2 separate regions of the Zea mays genome follow, and region 1 is linked to region 2. A link is a contact called in public Hi-C data. All regions are on one chromosome and are shown on one strand. The core of a region is the stretch at or near the end of the contact, and the rest is flanking DNA. Distances in the headings are between cores, read along the strand shown. Region 1 holds the start of LOC100279628. Region 2 holds the start of LOC103638796.

The links. A called contact is a pair of places that touch in the nucleus more often than the background predicts.
Region 1: a Hi-C map of ear shows a contact between it and region 2, with 2.8 times the contacts expected there. The contact joins the promoter of LOC100279628 here to the promoter of LOC103638796 in region 2. A contact is called at or near these places in 3 of 25 Hi-C or Micro-C datasets (ear, endosperm and tassel).

Annotation. Positions count from the first base shown.
Region 1 is chr9:105,936,300-105,943,036 of Zm-B73-REFERENCE-NAM-5.0, reverse strand. LOC100279628 reads right to left here and starts at 2,296. Exons shown (of 8, transcript NM_001152624.1): 1 at 2,097-2,296; 2 at 1,805-1,993; 3 at 1,146-1,394. The coding sequence starts at 2,207.
Region 2 is chr9:105,636,139-105,642,994 of Zm-B73-REFERENCE-NAM-5.0, reverse strand. LOC103638796 reads left to right here and starts at 2,125. Exons shown (of 3, transcript NM_001328274.1): 1 at 2,125-2,266; 2 at 2,365-2,534; 3 at 3,961-4,097. The coding sequence starts at 2,156. The coding sequence ends at 2,487.

The DNA.
Region 1 (6,737 bases), core at 1,047-3,546, 300 kb before region 2:
TGCTCCATTTGGATGTCGGTATTGGAGGGCATTGAATTGAATTGGTTTCAATACCAAATCAGCCATGGTATTGAAATGAGATGCAATTCCAATTCTATTGTTTGGATGTCACTGTATTGAAGTTTGGAATTGGGTGGTCTAATTCCACGCAATACTGAGGGGTGACACTCTGAATTGGGAGAGAGAGTTTCTAGTTATAGTCCAATACCATGGAATTGGCTCTCTTATTCCAAAACTCAATTCCATGTGCAACCAAACAACAGAATTCAGAAAAGCTGATTCCAATTTTCAATTTTGTGCACCAATATCTGCATCCAAACGGGGTATAGATGTTCGTATATTAAAGCAAACAGCGCAGAATTTTTTTTCTAATTAAAGTTAGGCAGTTCTGATCGTCCTTAATACCTGGAAACCCATATTTGGTGCTAGGATATAAAGTAAAACAATTAGAGGAAATGAATAGAAGTCATTCATAATAGATGGATTTTGTCGGAGTTAAGGAAGCAGCAGTGAAATGCTTGATTTTTTTATCCACAATAAAGACAAATTGTCACTTTATTGCATGAAAATCAGCTTCGGAAGATTTTTTTTTGATCCATATAATAATAGGGTTTTTTAAGCTGGTGCCCTTGGTTTGGTGGTGTCCTAATTTTTACCTTTAGTCGTGTTTTTTGCTCAGTTTTACCCATCCAGCGCTATATAACAGAAGGGCAAAACTGAGCAAAAAAACATGACTAAGGGTAAAAGTGAGGACACCAGCAAAACCGAGGGCACCAGCTTAAAAACCCCAATAATAAAGTTGGAGGACCAAACAGGTGGCAAAATTTATCACAAATCAGCGTCAGCAGTGTACACTGCCCTTACAGCAAGCTTTGACAAGGAGCTCAAATGATGAAGCTTACATTGATGGTGTTGCTTTTATTTGCGTTTGGCAGGAGACACATTGAAATCAGAAGCAATACACTCCAAAATAATCTGTTTTATATTTTAAATTAAATTCTGAATCTGTCAATCTGAACGTACTAGGTTATAAACTAAATCACTGTATCATTTAGCTAATACTCCCTCCGATTTTTTTTTATTTGACGTTTGTTAGTGCAAATCTGAACTATTGAGCGTCAAATAAATAAAAATGGAGCTAGTACCTTTCTGTCTGCTCTGGCATAACCAAAGTATGGAATAACAACGGTAATAGACCGTGCTGAAGCCCGCCGGCATGCATCAATCATGATGAAGAGCTCCATGAGGTTTTCGTTGACAGGAGAGCATGTGGGCTGGATCAAGAACACATCACATCCTCTCACGCTCTCTTGCAGTTGCACATAAATTTCTCCATCAGCAAAGCGCTTGATCAGGATCTTGCCGAGTTCTATACCCAGGTAAGCAGCAATTTCCTAGAAAGTAAGTACAGAGAAGGACATTTCATTTTTCAGTAGTGTGTATAAAAACGATGTCGCCGCAACTATAGTGATCAAACATGAAAATCTAAAAACCGTACAGATCTGAAAACAGTACAAACAAAAAGGGTGCAACTTGCAAGCCCCCCTCCCGCGGTCCCCCCCCCCCCCAAAAAAAAAAACTGTTGGTAGTAGTGGCACAGAAGTCACTCATAGTGGTTGAAAGATAGGGCAATTATACACGTAATTGTGAAAGTAAAATTATCGTGCACGGTGCCTTTGACGACTTACTTAAAACAAGTGAAGAACCAGAAATAAAACACTATAGCCCCAATGTTGCATAAAAATGAAAACAAAAGTTTTTCTTCTTGTAATAACTCAGAAACCAAGCGAGACACGGTAAACACCTGAGCGAGCGGACGGTTAGCCGTGCCGGAGAAGATCTTCATCCTGGAGTCCCGCAGCTCCCTTGGCAGTGCGGCAAGCCTGGACTCCGGTGCGGGCACCTTTGGCGCCCACGCGGTCCTGGACTCGGCGCCGCTCATCCGCTTCCCTTCATGCGCCACCCGCAGCTGCTCGCTCCCGAGCACGCATCTCTGCGCACACCAAAAGAAGACCAACCAAAAACACACAATACCTCACCGCTTCGTAGGCATCACACGTGAATCAGAAAGCCCCACGACGAGACGAAACGCTCACCGGCGAGCGGAAGCGCGAGGCAGCTGCGCGGAAGGACGAGGAGACAACGCTGCGACTGCGGCGCGAGGAGAGGGACGACCCGGTCCCCGCCACGGCCGCGGTTGCCGCCATGGGATGCAGGTGGCGCGCGCGGCTAGGTTTTTGGGAGTGGGAGGGCGGTAGGATTCGCGCGTGGATGGGAGAGGCGTCCTCGGGTTGCCTCTTCACTTCAGGGGTCGAGGATGGCGGCGGCGGCGGTGCCGCAGTGGTGACCGCGTCGCCGTCCTTTTTATGGATGGTCGGATTGATTCCTTTTCTGCGGTTTTTAATTGAGGTCCGGTGCGAGGGTTCATGCTTTTTTATGTGAAATCCGCTATTTTGGGCACTGTTGGGTATTCTTTTAATATAAACCTTGCAATTTTGCAGTCGCATCCAATCATTCCGTGTTAATTCGTAGAAGCCTGTAGGGGACCGTTAATTTTAAGGCATTTATTTGCAGATTTCATTACAAATGGCACCATTTTGTGCAAGAATGAATGAGACATAATATTCTACCGTTAGAGCCTTAGGGCAACCCCATCCGTTTGAGAAAACAATTTCTTTCTTAAAAATTAACATGTATGAGAATGAAGTGAGAAAAACTATTTCGACCCGTTCCTTAGTCCTCTTTTTTATACTTTTGTGTTTCAAAATAGTTGACGCTTCAGTATTTAAGTTTTTTATTTTTAATGGGTATTTTGGAATAACATTTCTTTCCTCAAATATATCTATGTTTTTTATTTTTAATGGGTATTTTGGATTTTTTTTCCTTCTACGTTAATCTATGTAAGAGAGGCTAAAGGTTTGTTTGGTTAGATTTCTAAAAATTTGATGCTATCTATGAGCTATAAAAAAGTTGTTGTGAGTTAATAAATATGAAAAACCTAAAATTTGTTTGGTTGAAACAACTCTCAACTTAGATTCTACTAGTCAGTTGTCTGTGTGTTGCGACGGCTCACAACAATACTCACGTAAACTATCCACCAAAATATCTCAAGATTTTGTATTGATTGTCTCTGCTCTACGCATAATTTTTTTTATTTGACTAACCAAGTCGACATCGTGGTAAAGGAAAGACCATATAGAAGGCAATGCTGAGCCATCGAATGGGTACCATAGGCAGCAAATCAGGGACCTCATCCCTCACCTCCCCCACTTCTAAGGTTTCGTAGAGCGGGAAGGGAAGGGAAGAGGCAGTCATACCTGTTCGTTGCCGAAGAAGGACACGACGAAGACCTGGACATCTGGAGGCGACATAGGTAGTATACCGCTAGATACATACAGGGAGAGAGCACGCAAGCGGAGAAAGAAGCTCAGCCGGAACTGCTCCAAACCGAGAGACACCTGCACCAAGCGTCAGTACGAAATGGGCGAGAGAATGCGAGTGCCTTCCAGCCCTGGACCCACGGAGGCGACACAACACCACCACCAACTCCGTAGCATATGTCGACTGCTGCCGTTCTACGGGCCTTGGTTGTCCAATATCTCAGATCTGGACTCGTCATCGCCAAGATAACATAAGCATGGCAGACGCCATCGTGTCCTCCTCGGCGGCACGCACGAAGAAAAGCCAAGAGCAAGACCGACTCGCCCGTACCCGCGTCGACGAGCGTCGGTCGGCTCGTGCCTGCGATCGTGGGCAAGGGCAACAAGTTGGGGAGGAAGAACAGGGTGAAGGCCGGGAAGATGAACGGGACATCCGACGACGGCGAAAACGATGGTGCGTGCATGATGTGAAACACCCTTGTAGACGTGCAATAGCTACTGCACGGGTCGGTGTCGGGGCTGGTGTCGAATGAATACGGGAGAGGAGGCGCCTGCTCCCACGTCCTCTACCGAAATGGGTGGCACGGAGGAGGAGGCATGAGGGGAGAGAGAAATAGAAGCATGATGGCGAACGAGGTGGCGGCAACTGAGGCGAGGACCATCATTATCTTGCGAAGGTATAAATGGCTAAATGGGCCATGTCTGGCGGTCTGGTCCGGGGCACGACCCATTTAGTAGTGCTTGGGCCGTAGCCTCGGCCCGTAGAGCTGACCCAGCCCAACACGATTATATTTTTTTATTTTACAAAAAATTGTATATACATATGTACAATTTATATTCAATATTAAAAACAATTGACTATGATGTTCTACTGGTTAGACAGCTTCCCTTAAGTTTCCCACCCTTCTTCTATTAGGGCTTAGGTTCAAACCCCTCCTCTTGCACCACTTTTTTAATATTTTACGCTAATTTAACCAAATGACTCGACTGGCTAACGGGTTAATTTGAGATAGATAGATGTGAGGAGTTATTTGTAAAAATATGGCGCGGGACGACCGTTGAAATTGGTGCTTTAATATCTTAAAGATAAGAGCATGACAACGTGTAACATGTATAACAGGAATCTAGAAAACGTGAGGTAGCAGGTGATTCTGAATTGAAATAGTCAAATAGAGGAATCTATAGTTTTTCATAGATCTATTTTGATGTTGTGCTTGGGAAGTTGGGATAGGTCACGCCGATGAGGGCGTTGCCACGACTTGGGCTGCCAACGCCGTCGCAGCCGGGGTCACTCCTGCGGTCATGTTTCGGGTCGCCAGCGCCGCTGGGCCTCGGACCGTCAACACCGCGCCTAGGGCTGGCCACGCCACTGCACTGGCAGCCGTTGAGCCACCACGACGCGGCGCTACCTGCGGGCCACGCTGCCGCACCGGCAGCTGCCCGAGGAAGGGGGCAAGGCGCTGCGCTGCCTGCGGGCCACGCCCCCATGACAGCAGCCGCCCAGGGAAGGTGTCTAGGCACCGCGCTGACAGTGGGCCACGCCACCGTGTCAGTAGTCGTCGCGCCAGCAGCCACCCATCCCAGGGGGCAAGGCGTCGCGATGGTTGCGGGCCACGCCACCGCGTCGGCAGCCGCCCAGGGAAGGAGAATCACCGCCTCTGTCCAGGATGAACCTGTTGGTGCTTAGGGAATGGAAGACAATGGTGTTCTGCTTGGTGACGACAATGAACTCCTAGCATGGTTTCATGGAGCAGCGGCCGCTGCTTTGGGGGAAGACTGGATGTCCGAAGATGGTAACTATGGTGCATCACCGGCGAGCACCATCGGCTCACCGCGCCGGCAGCTGTCCAAGGAAGGGGGCAAGGCACTACACTGGCTGCGGGCCACGCCGCCATGACAGCAGCCGCTCAGGGAAGGGGTCTAGGCACAGCGCTGACAGCAGGCCACGCCGCCGCGTCAGCAACCGTCGCGCCGGCAGCCGCCCATCCCAGGGGCAAGGCGTTGCGCTGGTTGCGGGCCACGCCACCGCGCCGGCAGCCGCCCAGGGAAGGAGAATCACCGCCTCTGTCCAGGATGAACCTGTTGGTGCTCAGGGAATGGAAGACAATGGTGTTCAGCTTGGTGACGACAATGAACTCCCAGCATGGTTTCATGGAGCAGCGGGTGCCGCTTTGGGGGAAGACTGGATGTTCGAAGATGGTAACTATGGTGCATCACCGGCGAGCACCATCGGCCAAACTCCAGCACCATCAGCTCGCCGTAGGGGTGGGCGTGCACCTCAAGCTCCAGCTATTGTAACTCGCTCCTATGCACGCTCTGTCTCCCCGAACGTCAACCTCGACCTCGCTGATGCAAGGTAATAATTTTATCATGGTACCATTACCATTTGCTCCATAGTAATGTGCCACAATATGCATGCATTTCAATAACAGTCAAGTGAATTGGAGTGATGAGAACACTAAGGTTGTTTGCGAAATATTTGCTGAAGAAGTTGAAAATGGCAATCGTTCAAACACACATTTGAATAAGATTGGGTATAAAATGTGATTCAAAAGTTCTACCAAAGAACAGGTAATTTCTATGAAAGAAAACAATTCAAAAAACAAGTGGGAAAAGTTGAAAATTGATTATGGTATTTGGTGACAACTAGCAAACAAGGAGACCGGAATATGATGGGATGCAACCCACACAACCATTGACATGTCGGAGTCATGGTGGAAGAAAATGGCTATTGTAGGTCTCTATGTATTTTACTTTCATTTAAATATGCTTTATTAAATGTCCCCTAATTGGTAAACATTGATTGTAGGTAATCAAAGGTTCATACATATTTAGGCATAGAGGACTTTTAAATGAAGATAAACTAAGTATTATGTTTGAAGATATTCGTAACACTAGTGAAGACCATTGGAATCCATCTAGTGGTGTTGCACCTACTCAACATGAAGCTCCACCAGTGTCATCAACAATAATAAACCTAGATGAAGAAGGTCAAGAAGATATCAACAATGAAGAGAGTGAGGCAGAGGAGGAGACACCTACAAGTAGAAAATCAAAGAGAACCAAGGTGCAAGCACGTGCCAAGGGAAAGAAACCAAAGACAAGTAGTGGTCGATGGTCTCAACAGCAGACGGGTGAGCTTATGGCTATGAATGAGAGAGCCGCTATATCTTTGAGTCTATGGCTATGGCTAGTAGAGAAACCAACTATGATATTTCCATCAGTGAGGTCATGGCATGTTGAAGGCATGTGGTGCTACTTCGGGCACAAAGGAGCATTTCATTGCCACATGTTTGTTCACCAAAAAACTGTAAGGGAGATGTTTATGACTTTGGACACGCCAGAGGAACGATTTGA
Region 2 (6,856 bases), core at 876-3,375:
GGCGGAGACTTCTCCTGAGGCCGAGGCTGGGGTCGGGCGAGGACGCGATTCCTCCCGAGGCCAAGGCTGAGTCCCAAGGTCGAGCGAGGCAGAGACCTCCTCCCGAGGCCGAGGCCTAAGGTCGGGCGAGGCGGAGCTTCCTGTTGCGCCCGAGGCTGAACTCGGCTGTTGTCAGCCTTACCCGGGTGGTTGGCACAGCAGTCAGAGCGGGGCGAGTGGCACTGTTTTCCTGTCAGATCGGTCAGTGAAGGGGTGAAGTGACTGCGGTCACTTTGACCTTGCCGACTGCGGCGCGCGTGTTAGGATAAGGTGCTAGGCGATCTTCGCATTGAATGCGCCTGCGATACGGTCGGTTGGTAAGGCGATTTGGCCAAGGTTGCTTCTCAACGAAGCCTGCCCGAGCTGGGCCTCGGGCGAGCCGAGGGTGCGCCCACTGCCTGAGGAGGCCCTCGGGCGAGGTGTGAATTCGTCTGGGACTACAGTTCCCGCCCGAGGCTGGGCTCAGGTGAGATCGCGTCCCTTGGGAGACGAGGCCTTGACCTGAACCGTGCCCATCAGTCTTTGCGGTTTGTGCTGAGGGTGGTTACCAGCCGTGTTTAGGAGTCTTGGGGGTACCCCTAATTACGGTACCCGACAGGGTCGTTGGGTCGCCTGACGATGCTTGTTGCGGCGACGCAGACTGTCCGTGGCTCTGGGCCGGACGATCCGCGACCTAGTGATAGAAGCAGCTTCTTCCCTACGCGTTGTCGAGACGGTCCGCGATCTAGACCGAACGGTCCACGGTGGCGCAGGGTCGTCTTCTTCTCCTCGTAGAACCTAGATCTCACCCTCTGGAGGAGAGACCTTAGGGTGTTTCGGGTCAGCAGGTCACCCGGGGCGTCTCCAGACGACGTAGAGTCGTCTAGAAATTAAGAGATCAATTCAAGGAAGAGATCTTGTTTGAAGTAGACGAAGTAGATCTTGCTCCTCATGATGGGTAAGATCATAGGATCGTTCTGGTGTCGACATGCCAGCACAGGACGAATCTAGACGACGTAGAGTCGAATAGGGGTGGAGTTGGATATGCGGAAGCCTACAACTAAAGCTATGTTAAATCTACTCTTAGGGCAAGAAAAGTAAATAAAGTAGATATGTTCGATTGGAATGATCGGGGGTTCTCAATTGACCGTACCCCTATATATTTATAGGGGAGATGACCTGGACCCGTTTCTAGACGATAACCAACAGATCCAACGTGATTAGATGGATAACCACGTTCGAGATAAGGATAATCGCCCGAATTAATCTAATCACGGGGCGAGCGGAGTGTCCAGGTCCGAGGACGAGACCGTCCGCCACTTTTGATGCTCAACAATAAGTAACTGAGTTTTTGTTTCTCATAGATTTGTAAAAATAAAGTGCCATGAAAAAATACCGGACTTTTTTAGTGCAGCGTAGTAATTTTCTCAAAAATATTTGACAATTACCTTCGCAAGAAAAACTTTAATACAAATATAAAAATAAAAAACGCTATGACAGCATCAAAAACTCGGCCGGGGAGGGAAAGACCGCCCTCCCGGTATTATATTAAGAAGAGACCAAAACATGGTCCCGGCCGAGAAAATCCCCGAACTCTGGCCCCCCATCACTAGCGGGCCGTCACCGCCCACTCTGCAACGGCCCAGCCGGAGGGTGGCGCGCAGGACGTAACCCGGGAGCGGGTGGGGCACAACGAGGGGATTTTTTTAACCAAGCCAGAAATTCGCCCCCGAGGGGGATCGAACCCAGGACCTGGAGGTGCTACTCGGAAGCCTTAACCATTACGCTAGAGGCCCTTTCGCAACGCTATGACAGCATCACCCTAATCCATCTCCCCTCGATTTGGCCCGATCCCTTAGAGCTAGTGCACAGAATAGTCATCAACACCGCAAGCCTTAAAAAAACGCATGGGCCATTGCAACGGGATCCCCTTTCCTCTTTATGGGCTCACCAGTCATTGGCTCGAGATCGATGGATTAGGTGCAAAAGTGGATCGCGGGCCGACGCCAGTACAGCTGTCAGCTCGGCCCACCTTCTCGGCCCGACGCCCTGATTTCCGCTCGTCTTGCTCTCGCACCCTTCCCACTGCCGGCGGCGGCTGAAGGCGGCGCGGTATCAGCTTGGTGATTTGTGAGCGATGGCGCCGCCGGGGTCGCGGCGGTGGGCTTACGTGCGCGTGATGGCCGGCACCATCCTCGGTGGCGTACTTGGATTCTACGTCATGCACCGCGTCGAGACCTCGTACAAGGCACGCCAGATCCAGCCCTGCCCTACTCCCCCACCCCTATGGCTATGGCTAGCGCTGTCGCCAGTTTCCAGCGGACTCGCTCAGCATTTCTCTTGCAGGCGAGAATGGAGGAGAGGCTGCGGAGATACGAGGCGCATCTGCTTGCCAAAGCCAAGGAGTCGCAGCAGTTGCAGGACGAGGCACAGCGGGAGGATAAAGCCCAGTTCCTGCCCGACTCGTGACACCGACATTCTTCCCCTCTTGCGCCTGCTCTTTTCCAAGCTGTTAGGTACGAGCTGCCACTACTAGCTTCCATTTCCGAGGGATCATATGTGAGATACATATTGAATTTATGGGTTAATTCCGGCCATTTTTATCCCCTTTTAGCTCGCATTGTTCAGTTTTGAGTGCATTGTATTGTGACAGCTGTAATCTATACATTTTGTTGAAGCATACATAGTCATCTGGTACAGCCGAAAATCCAACTCTGCCAGGGCACAGTGCTTTGGTTCTCTCTGATTGAACTGTAAACAACTAAAGCATATGTTATGGAGCGACCTATCCTGTTCCAGATTATGCATAATCGTGGCATAATCTAGTCCTCAAGCAGTATTGGCATTAGTGGGTACATTTAGTTTATGTCAAAACCAGCCTGACCAAAATTTTAACCCAATGCTACTGGAGACATGTGCATGGAGCAAATCAAAACTGGTTTTGCCTGGAAACACCGGTGGCCTTATTATTACTGAATTGATAGATTCTTGGATTGTCGTGATCTCAGTAGTCCTGCCTAATTGGGCCACTCAGCAGCAAGACGAAACTTTTGGATCGTTCAATAACAGAACAACCCTTCCAAGGGTGGGCATGGTAATAACATAAAAGGTTGATAATTTTTTCAGGCATCAGTGTGCTAATATAAAGCCAATTTGAATAGAGTAAATATTGAAGAAGGCTTTTCTTGAGGAATGAACCTGTAACTACTAGGTGCTTAAAAAGTAAAAGATAAATAATATATTTTTTTTCTGGCATTTGATTGCTTAATGTGACTATGCGAGTTTGAATCATTGTAGAGCATTCAACTCTCCAACTCCTGCAGTCTTGGTCGATACTAGTCGTATATTTTGAAACAGGAAAAAAAACTTGTAGCTCAGATCTAAGTGCTATTGCTCTCAAGCAACATGATCAAATTTCATCTGTAAGAGACTAGCTAGGCAAATGCCAGAAGCTAGTGATAAGAACCTGAACTGTGCACCTACAATGCAACAAAGCATATCCAGATTCATCTGAAATTGGAAGAATAATATGGTTTGTGAGTTGTGACTGATGAAGTTCTGAAAAGGGCATCTTGCTATTTGTGCAATTCCTCATGTTGTGGCTGACCACAATGTCTGCAATTAACCTTTTATGGTTATAGCAACATCCACTAGTACCATGATTTGTCTGTGCTAAAGTTCTCTTGGACTCTCTAGAAGGTCACATAATGCTCAAAAGTTCATACAAGGAAGACTGAATACCAGTTATCCCTTATTCCCCTTACATATTATACCTCTTTGGAGCCGTTCTTCCTGTTGCGTTAGTGACAGATTTTCTTCCCATACTGTGGCTCATCCTTAATCACCATGATATCAGTCGTCATTACATTCCTGAAAATCCACACCAGGTTTACTTATTTCAGCCGGAACTGAACCAGATAGCACGCATACTCTTTTTTGCAGAATAACATAGGGCACTGGGGCCAAGGAGTCCGTCCACTCGTTTTTTCAGATGTAGAGACATAAGATCGACATGTACTTTTTGCTTGTTGCTGTCTTCTTTTTTTGGTATCAAGAAAAATGCACCATTCGAGCGCAAGGTTGGGGTCAATGTATGAACGCCAAATATGAATATACTTTGATGTCTATCCGCACGTACTCTGCTTTGCAATCTATTGGTTTTCATCAACATTATCCATGCAGTGAAATTTCATTGAACACTTGATGGTTTTTTTTTTGTACACACCACTTTTTTGTGATTTTCTTTTTCATCTTGGCAACAGTTACCTGTACTTAAAAAATCCATCTCAGGCCAGGTTCTTCTCCTGCTCTCTATTGAAGGAACAAGTGGTTTTAAACGGGGAAAAAAAACTGTTCATTGAACACACATGGTGGATCTTCACAGGTAGAAGGGATGGCTTTGGCCCTAGAATCTTGTTTCCTTAACACATGAGTTTAGCCATTTCCTTTCAAATTCCAATGTTGTTATTTCTGTCCGCAAGACTCCCTGACAGCGATAGACAAAAAAGTGTGTAAATGTCAGATTGGGCCATGTCAGGATCACCGGTACTGTACTCCAGAGATTAGCTTCGTCCAAACTTCTTGCCCTGGAAAGCATCCCCCCCCACACACACAAACACATTGACAACAAATAGCGGGCTGTCACACAAACTGCTGTGTTGATTAACCTTGCTCTCTGTGACGCCCTGGCAAAACTTTACACGTGGCGTCAAATAAGCCACGTGCCTGGATATAGTACACCTATATGTTTGGTTCGCTGCCCTGTCACCATACCACCCTGTATCCTGATCACTGGTCTTAGGACACTCGAAACCACTTTCCACTAGGGTAGCCTGATGGGGGCCGGATATACCGCCCGGAACCGGAAACAAACAGGTGCAGAGCCAGCCAGCCAGCCAGCCACTACCATAACCCTACTAGTGGAAACTGGTTTCGAGGGCGGGTTGCCTGGCACCCTAGTGGAAAGTGGTTTCAGAAGGGTCGCATGCATCTATCCCTGTCCCAACTTGCTATTTAGATATCACCTTAAATTATGAGTTGACATTTGGGTCAAGCACATATTGCACCAGCACAGCAAACACAACTTTTCCTATTATTTTACTGGGTTCAGTTATAACTCTTGAGAAAACAACGTGCAAATCCAGTTGACAACTTTTTTTTATCCTATAGCAAATTGCTTTGACAATTTTTGCGAGCGCATATCATCTTTACACGGCAAAGAAAAAAGAACAAAAAGTGAATACTCTCCACGAGACGTTAAAGCGTGTACAACACCCTTGCTGATGTTCATTGCATGACATCACAGCTCGTCGAGATCAGGACGGTTGAATAATTGAGCTCTTCTTCTTCTTCTTCTTTTTTCTTAAAAAAAAATCTGGTTCATGGTCTCGGGGTCCATCCAACCAATAGAAAAGTTCCACTTTTTTTAATGCATCGCTTTTGACAATAAATCTGATTAGGAAACCATTCAGTGGTTAGCCGCTCGCTGGTACGACATCAAGGACAACAACTTGGGGGGTTGCTCTAACAAGTGGGTTTCATCAATAGTTAAATTGACGCATTTAAAATACTATCCGTGCAGTTGACTGATTTTTTTTCCCATACTACTCCATCCGTCCCCAAATACTAGTTGTTTTAACATTTTACTAGATTCGTATAATACTTAAATACTTAAGATATCTGTTTATATATATATATATATATATATATATATATATATATATATATATATATATATATATATATATATATAGATTCATTATCATCCATTTGAATATAGACATAAATTTTAAGGGCTAAAACGACTAATATTCTGGGACGTAGCGGTTATTAAACCTGCGTTAGTGATGCATGCAACTATAGCTTCCATGGACCTTTTTTTTTGTTTTAAATCTCGTACTTCATAGCAAAAGAGAACTAAACTGCAAAATGTGTACCTCATCCCTGTCATGTGTGTCTGACTTCTTTTCTTTGTAGGTTGGCACAGCAATGTAGTAATGGTTAAGTTAGCTTCCGCATCTCATGGTCCACGCAGGAGACAACCGCGCTCCTGGATTTCCAGAAATTATCGTCCATGAATAAGGACGACGACTGGGTTTATTTAGCATCCTGTGTGTCTTGACTTGTAAAATCGACTGAAAAAGAAGCCCCCTTGCACAGTTTTCTAAAAGCAGCTAAACCTTTCTGCCTGGTGCTGGTGGTTGGGTGGAGACAACTGCATACTTACAAAAACAAAGTACCCTCGAAAGAGGCCCCCTTTAATTTGGGCACGTACGTAGTTGATGTCTGCATTTGACACTTGGAGTTACTAAAAGGTAGGACTAGCTAGTGTGACGATGGATATCCAGCATCTTGCTCTTGGAGGGATGTGGTAATTAGTGGGCTATGCAAAAGTACTTAACCGATAGTTTTTTGTTAAAAAAAATCCAGAGACATGGAGGAGAGAGATGCATGAATCCAAGACTTCCTGAATTAAAACCAGTGAAAGGTGGGGATAGATGAGAGGTAAGACAATGTGGACAAAGGGGATGGATGCGATGCGACACTTTCTTCAGAGACGTAAGTCGAGCACTCAGTCAGTTAATGCTGAAAGCAATTTCTTCCAGCTAAAAGCAGAAAGTGAGGCCGAAGCTTGCGGGTGACAGGCTCTCTTTTTTCTAGGGAGAAGATGATGTGTCATGAAAGAAGCAAGATATTTTTCGTTTTGAGTTTCTGTTCATTGTTTGACATGGAGGCTGCACGGAAAGTTGGAAACTAAGGACCAGTGTAGGGATAGCAACGAGGAATTCCCGGTCGAAAAATAGCTTCCCATACCTTTCGTCCCCGCGACGTAAAAGTT